2 separate regions of the Canis lupus genome follow, and region 2 is linked to region 1. Evidence: chromatin contacts called from public Hi-C data. All regions are on one chromosome and are shown on one strand. The core of a region is the stretch at or near the end of the contact, and the rest is flanking DNA. Distances in the headings are between cores, read along the strand shown. Region 1 has its middle 16 kb from the start of OTULIN. Region 2 overlaps LOC100687594.

Region 1 (3,668 bases), core at 406-2,905:
TCAGGATACAATCTGAATCCCGGTGCTGATGCTTAACAGCTGGTTTTCGGGGAGAAAGTCTATTTCCTGCCCTGTGTGCCTCCCATGGGACTGCTAGGAGGACCGTATGAGAATGGCCACGCTCTACAATTAAAAACCAAAGTTCTTTCTGGGGAGGCTCCTGCCTTGCATCAGCTCTGGGTCTTTCCTCCTCTGACCCCTTGCAGATTCTTCATCAACTCCAAGATCACTCTCAAACATTTATGAAGGACTTCAATGTCAGATACCTTCATTTCAACATTCCCTTGGAAAAATGACTAAAACTCGCAGCTCAGAGTGGCCGCCCCACCGATGGTGGCCAACTTCTCTTCAGCAACTTTGTCCAATGGCTACACCCTAGACCTTGTCATCATCTGGAAGTAAAGCCCATTAGACTTGTCAACCTCACACTCCACTCTCTGGCAGAAGTCACCCCCTGCTCATTAATGTCAATGGGACTTCCAGCTCCTTCATTCCCCTCCTCCTCTCCTGTTTATCAGTTTCCCTTTCTCTATCCACAGAACCCCTTTCTCTTCTTGCCTCTGTGTTTGCAGTGAGAAGCTACTCACTCATCAACTCCTACAACTGCCCCCCACCACTTCTCCGGGTCCCCCACCTGGACCATTGTGGTTCTTCCAGGCAATGCAGAGCACCTGGGGGAGTGAGCACAGACAAAGAATTAAATTACTACTGACAAAGAGCTGTGTAGCTCTGAGCACATTATTAATCCCTCTGAGCACCAGACTTGGGTATATTAAAGGGATGAGAACATCTATTCATAGAATTAAGAGAGGTAACAGGTGAAACAAGATTTTTTTTGAAATATATTTTCATGCTTTTATCTTTAGCACTTTTTATATCTGTGCTCTTTCCCTGCATCCAGAGGTACCTACCCAGAGGGCATGTGGATGAACGGGTGGACCAGGATTATTAGAGTGCAAATGGCTGCGCAGTGTAGTTTACTTCTAAAATAGGTAACTGAGATGCAAAATCAAAAGCCCCAAGAAAGTGGGACTTAGAGATTATGCCAAAACATAGCTTGAAAAGACAATAGGAAAGAGCTGGGTGTACCTGCACCTTATTCACCCACCATCCATGAAGAGGAGCCTGAGCAGGACCAGCCCTCAGAGAAAATGGGTGAGGACAGGAGAGGAGCTGGGTTTGTTGCTTTTCAAGAGCCCAACACTCACCCAAGCAGAAAACCATGAAAGCTATCTGGGGCTGGGGACCTGGAAGGAAAATCCATAGAGTAGATTAAGTCCTTTAAGTCCTTAACTCAGCTCTGCAAAACCATTATTACCCACATTAAAACATCACCACAAGAGTATTATCGGCCCGTTTCACAGAACAGGAAAGTAAACAACAGAGTCAAGATTCTAACCCAGGTCAGCTAGCCTCAAAGCCCATGCCCTCAACCATCATACCACATGGCCTTTCAAAACACGTCAGTTCCCTACACTCACCCAATCCCTAGTCTGCTAAATGTCAGGTCTAAGAAGCCCTGTTAGAAAAGTACTATGGGTTTCACGCTATTACTAGTTAACATCTAAACTCAGCTGGGCCTCAGTTCTGTTCTGCCACTTGTTTGTTCTCAGTCCACTTCCTTCCCCAAATCCTGCAGTGGCCCCTAAGCATCCCTTTCCTCCCCACACCCTCCCCATGTTTAGCAATGAGCTGGCCTGTGACTCACAGAGAAAACCAGTGTCATTCAAGAAAGACTCCATTATGGGCAGCCCAGGTGGCTCAGTGGTTTAGCGCCACCTTCAGCCCAGGGTGTGATCCTGGAGACCGAGGATCAAGTCCCACCTCAGGCTCCTTGCAGGCAGCCTGCTTCTCCCTCTGCCTGTCTCTGCCTCTCTCTCTGTGTCTTTCATGAATAAATAAATAAAATCTTTTAAAAAAAAAAAGAAAGAAAGACTCTCCAGGTGCCTGGGTGGCACGGTCAATTGAGCATCTGACTCTTGATTTCTGCTCAGGTCTGATCTCAAGGGTCGTGAGATCGAGACCTGTGTTGGGCTCCATGCTCAGTGGAGAGTCTGGTTGGATTCTTTCTTCCCCTGTCCCCTCCCCAATCTCTCTCAAATTAAAAAAACAAACAAACAAACAAACAAAAACAGACACACTCAGCTTCTCTCCTTCCCTCGACTAAATTAACCATCAACTTCACCTTCTCATCCTCCTTTCCAGCCAATTTCTGAGGCAGATATGTCTGTCTCACACCATTCCCTCCCTTGTCCTTGCAACTCCTCCAGGATTTCCACTGAGGGTCTCTTTCACAATGCCTCCAACCTCTTCTCTCTGCCAGTTCTTTCTCTCAGCCAATGACAAAGTAGGGTCTTTCCTTCCCTTCATGTCTTCCCCATCTTTAATGTCGACATCAGGAACTTCCACATCCAGGCCTGCAACTCCAAGAAGTGATGAAATTTCACTAATTCATGAAGAAAAAAGAGAGAATGAGAAACAAGGATAAAAAGGATTTTCTCAGTAAATTGAAGTAATTAAATTTAAGCAATTTTCTTTTATTCTGACATTTTAGCCTTTTTTTGGTGTTCAATTATTCTTTGTGTGGTGCCTTTTTTTTTTTAAGATTTTATTTATTTATTCATGATAGTCACACAGAGAGAGAGAGGCAGAGACACAGGCAGAGGGAGAAGCAGGCTCCATGCAGGGAGCCCAACGTGGGATTCAATCCGGGTCTCCAGGATCGCGCCCTGGGCCAAAGGCAGGCGCCAAACCGCTGCGCCACCCAAGGATCCCTGTGTGGTGCCTTTTACTTATTTTTAAGATTTTATTTATTTATTCATAAAGATACAGAGAGAGAGAGAAACAGAGACATAGGCAGAAGAAGAAGCAGGCTCCATGCAGGGAGCTGGATGCAGACCTCGATTCTAGGACCCTGGGATCATAACCTAAGCCAAAGGCAGATGCTCAGCCACTGAGCCACTCAGGTTCCTACTACGGTGTCTTTTAAAAGTGTGAAGACTGCATGCTCAAGAAAAAAAATCCCCCTTAATATTTCTTGCAGAGCTGGTTTAGTGGTCACATATTCTTCCGTTTCTGCCTTTATCTCTCCTATTCTGATGAGAGCCTTGCTTGATAGAGTATTCTTGGCTGCATGTTCTTCTCATTTAGGACCCTGAATATATCCTGCCAGCCCTTTCTGGCCTGCTAGGTCTCTGTGGAGAGGTCTGCTGTTAATCTAATACTTCTCCCCATATAAATTAGGGATCTCTTGTCTCTTGCTGTTTTAAGGATCTTCTCTTTATCTTTGGAATTTGCAAGTTTCACTATTAAATGTTGGGGTGTTGAATGGTTTTTATTGATTTTAGGGGGGACCTCTCTATCTCCTGGATCTGAATGCCTGCTTCCCTCCTCAAGTTAGGGAAGTTCTCAGCTATGATTAGTTCAAATACACTTTCTGGCCCTTTGTCCTTCTCAGCGTTTTCTGGAACCCCAATTAAATGCAGATTCTTCCTTCTGAGGCTGTCATTTATTTCCCTTAACCTTTCCTCTTGGTCTTTTTTTTTTTTAATTTCCATCTCCCTCATTTGATTTTTTTAAAAAGATTTATTTATTTATTCATGAGAATACACACAGAGAGAGAGAAAGAGAGAGAGGCAGAGACACAGGCAGAGGGAGAAGCAGGCTCC
Region 2 (3,630 bases), core at 874-3,373, 91 kb after region 1:
TGATGCATTCCTGTACATGCTCATTTCTAACTGTGGAATTCATTCATTCGTTCATCCAAAAAATGTGGAATGAATGTATTTCCTTAAGCAGCAGACATGTTGAGGCTTATGCGTATGAGGAACTAGATGCACTGAGTGGAGCAGACAGTGCTATTTTGAGGAATGAGGAAGCAGTTTCTTCTGCCCCCCAACCCCCAATCTTCCCTAGCTCTGTTGAGTTCCCTATGACCCCTCCAATGCCTGCCCCTCTGAGGCAATCCTGGCCTCCAGAAAGTCTCCCCTTCCCCGTCCTCTGTCCTCAAGACCTGGTGCCATCTTTCTGGGTGGCTGGCCTGAGGGTCTGCTGATTTCTGAGCAATTCTGTTTCTCCAACAGGATTATCAATCTCTGTCCTTCCATCCCATCTAGGTCAGAACCTCTTCCTCTTGCAGGCTACCTCCATGCAACCAAACTCTTGTTTGCTTATGGAGATTCTCATGTCCATGGATCACAGCCAGGGCCATGCCCAGGCGAAGAGAGTTTGGGGCCTTTCTCCCCACACCATGGACCCCCCTCTCCCTTAAGCTTCTCAGTCACCACTGTTCTGACACTTCATGAAGCCACCCTGTAGCTCTGTAGGATCCTTCTGAGTTTACCTGGGACAGTTTCCCATTGCAAGGTGTCTCCAGCTATGCTGTCCAATATAGGAACTATTGACATCTAAAATAACTAATATTAAACAAAAGTAAAATTCACCTCCTTAGTTGCATTAGCCACATTTCAAGTGCTCAGTAGCCATGCATGGTTAGTGGCTACTATCCTGGACAGTACAGATACAGAACATTTTCCATCATGGCAGAAAGCTCTTTTGGATGACCCTGATCTGGATAAAACTTGGTTGGGGCCTGTAGAGCCTACCGGATTGTTAGAAAGAAATGAACAGAGGATCCTTGGGTGGCTCAGTGGTTTAGCACCTGCCTTCAGCCCAGGGCATGATCCTGGAGTCCCAGGATCAAGTCCCGCGTCAGGCTTCCTGCATGGAGCCTACTTATGTCTCTGCTTCTCTTTCTCTGTATCTCTCATGAAATATTTTTTAAAAAAAGAAAGAAAGAAATGAACACTGACCATCTGTACAGGCTTCCTGCATCGACTCATTGAGCAGTTTGGAGTGTACAACACTGCAACTGACCAGGGCTGGCAAACACACGGTGTCCACACTTCACAATAAAAATGCAGAATCCTTTGCATGGGCTTTAAGGACATGGATTAAAGAAAAAAAACCTTCAGAGAACTCATAAATCTTGAACCCTGGACTTCTAAAGGCTGTTCCTTGGTTTTTCACCCTTCCAGTCTGTCAGGTACAAGCCCCACAGGAAGCAGAGGTTGTCCCAGAAGGGTTTGTAGGACACGCCTTGGCATTATGAGAGGGGATTACTTACTGCAAATAGACCGAGCATTCGGAAACAGTGATGGAGACAGGTCAGCTCCTTGCCCTCACAGAGCTGACCATCTGGAGTGAAACAAAGAAACAAAGCTTATCAGTTCAGGCAGGGAAGTGCAATGTGGGAAAGAACAGGGCCTAAGAGATTGAGAAGAGGCCATTCCTCGGTGTCAGGAAGGCTTGTCCCCAAAGGATACCTAACTCGACATTAGAGGATACAGAAGCAGTCACAACAAGATGGGGTGTCAGTGTGGGGGTGCAGAGGGCCCAGGCAGGGGCAGGATGGGTTAAAGAATAGAATTGTAAATAAGAAATGGCCAATGGAAGGAGAGACACTGGAGGAGGCAGATGTTTGGTCATTTCAAATTCCATCAGAATCGCACCCTCCTCTTGGCCTGCCTGCCCTTGTGGGAGTGATCCGAGGCCGCTGCCTGGAAACCCTGCTCCCCTTCCAAGGCCCAGGACATAGCTCTCTGCTGTTTCCTCACAACATGGAGCAGTTGGCTGCACTCCACCTTTGGGTCAGTTCTTGTCCCTTCTCTCCCCCAGATGCCTGAGGCTGGAGCAGCCGCACCCCTGCAGGCCTGATGCCCCTGCAGAGCTCTGCCCCTGGGCCCCTGCAGAGCTCTGCCCACCTCAGTGCTCTCTCCCCAAAGCCCACCAGTCCCCTGCACCTCTTGTCACATCTCCTCCCCTGGATATTCTGGACCAGGAGCAGGAGGCTCTTGTTGGTAGTTAAGTAAGACCTGAACCAGAAACAAGTCGGACTAGGCTGTGAAACGTGCCGACAGTCGGTGGTTGTGCAGTTCTTCCTTGGAAAGCTGGTAACATCAGTCACCTCTGAAAATAAGATAAAGCAGTTGTATCTGCTCAGGAGACCAGTGTCACATAATCCCAACACTGACAAATAAGGAGAGAAGCATGGACACTCCACTTCCGCTGCTGGGAGGCAATGGTGTAGAGACCTTTGCTCTGGTCTCCCAACCAAGTCCAACAGAGCCCCCCAGAGGCCGTGCGCAAGAACCTGAGAAGGCCGCAAGAGGCGGATGAAACAGCCCTGCTGGGGCCTCGGGCTGAGGAAGCACAGGTGGTGGGTTCTCTGGGATTTCTTTTTGCCTCATACATCCCAGTCTTAGCGCTGAAGCAGCCAGCAACCTGGAAATGTCAACAGATGCAAACAGTGGAAGTCTGGACAAGACCCTGCTCTCCATAGACAAAAAGTCAGCTCTGAAGATGGAAAACTTTTGTGGACAGTAGCTTCTCTCCTCTAGCCAGATAAGGTAGAAAACACCGGGGCCTCCACCCCGGCCCTACCCCAACGAAGACTGACGGGGCGGGGGAGCCTAGACTTTTGTCACTGCTGGGTGCTAACAAGAAGCCCTACTCCTTCGGCTAGCAGCAAGGATTATGTGGGGAGCCCACACTTCCACTCCACCCCTACCGAGCGATAACAAGGTCCCTGCCCTTCCCCGCTGGGGGTGTCTGAGGAGGCCTCATGCAGAGTCAGGACTTTTATCATCCTTGTAGCATCTGGGGAAGCCAGTGGAATTCAGACTCCTTACCTCCATTAATGAGGCAGCCCAGCACCCAGCCTTCTTCCTCTGCTGGGATGATGGCAGCGGAAGCTAGCTAGATCAGAAGGCTTCAGTGAGATCCAGAGTGTTATAACCTCATGCCTAAAACGCCCCCATTTCAGATGAAAGTCATTCATCATACCAACCAGGAAAATCTCAGCTGGCATGAGAAAAGAATAAGCAATAGAAATCAGCAATAAGATGGACGACAGGGATGTTAGAATTATCTGACAAAATTTAAAGCAGCAATGATAAAAACCCTTTGAAGAATAATTGTAAACATCCTTGAAATCATTTCTATGAGATCAAACACCTCAGCAAACAAATAGAAGATATAAAGAAAAACCAAATAAAATTTTAGAACTCAGAAATCTGCAACTGAAACAAACTCAGTGTATGTGTTCCAGCAGCTGGAGTGGACAGAGGAAAGACTGTGTGTCTGTGCATACAGAACAGGAGTGGCCCAATCTCTGCATAAAGAAAGTAGCTTAGGGCCAGGGTCAGGGTCTGCTGGGGATTCTGTGATGAGGAAACGGCGGCGATGGGACACCCCGCACCCTGACTGTATCAGTGTCAATATCCTGCGTGTGATAGGATGAGTTCCCTCAAAAACTTAGGGAACCAGAACAAAAATGT

What was found. Hi-C and Micro-C count contacts between places; a contact is called where the count stands out from the background.
Region 2: a Hi-C map of skin fibroblasts shows a contact between it and region 1, with 2.2 times the contacts expected there. The contact joins two enhancer-like sites. A contact is called at or near these places in 4 of 9 Hi-C or Micro-C datasets (amygdala, blood, liver and 1 more).

Annotation. Positions count from the first base shown.
Region 1 is chr34:338,771-342,438 of UU_Cfam_GSD_1.0, forward strand. No RefSeq gene overlaps it. Among named protein-coding and RNA genes, the nearest start is that of OTULIN, 16 kb to the left of the region's middle. Within about 2 kb of position 1,656, at least 2 of the 20 cell types and tissues checked have an H3K27ac peak or open chromatin away from gene starts, as enhancers often do.
Region 2 is chr34:428,963-432,592 of UU_Cfam_GSD_1.0, forward strand. All of the region lies in intron 8 of LOC100687594, which reads left to right. Among named protein-coding and RNA genes, the nearest start is that of OTULINL, 37 kb to the left of the region's middle. Within about 2 kb of position 2,124, at least 2 of the 20 cell types and tissues checked have an H3K27ac peak or open chromatin away from gene starts, as enhancers often do.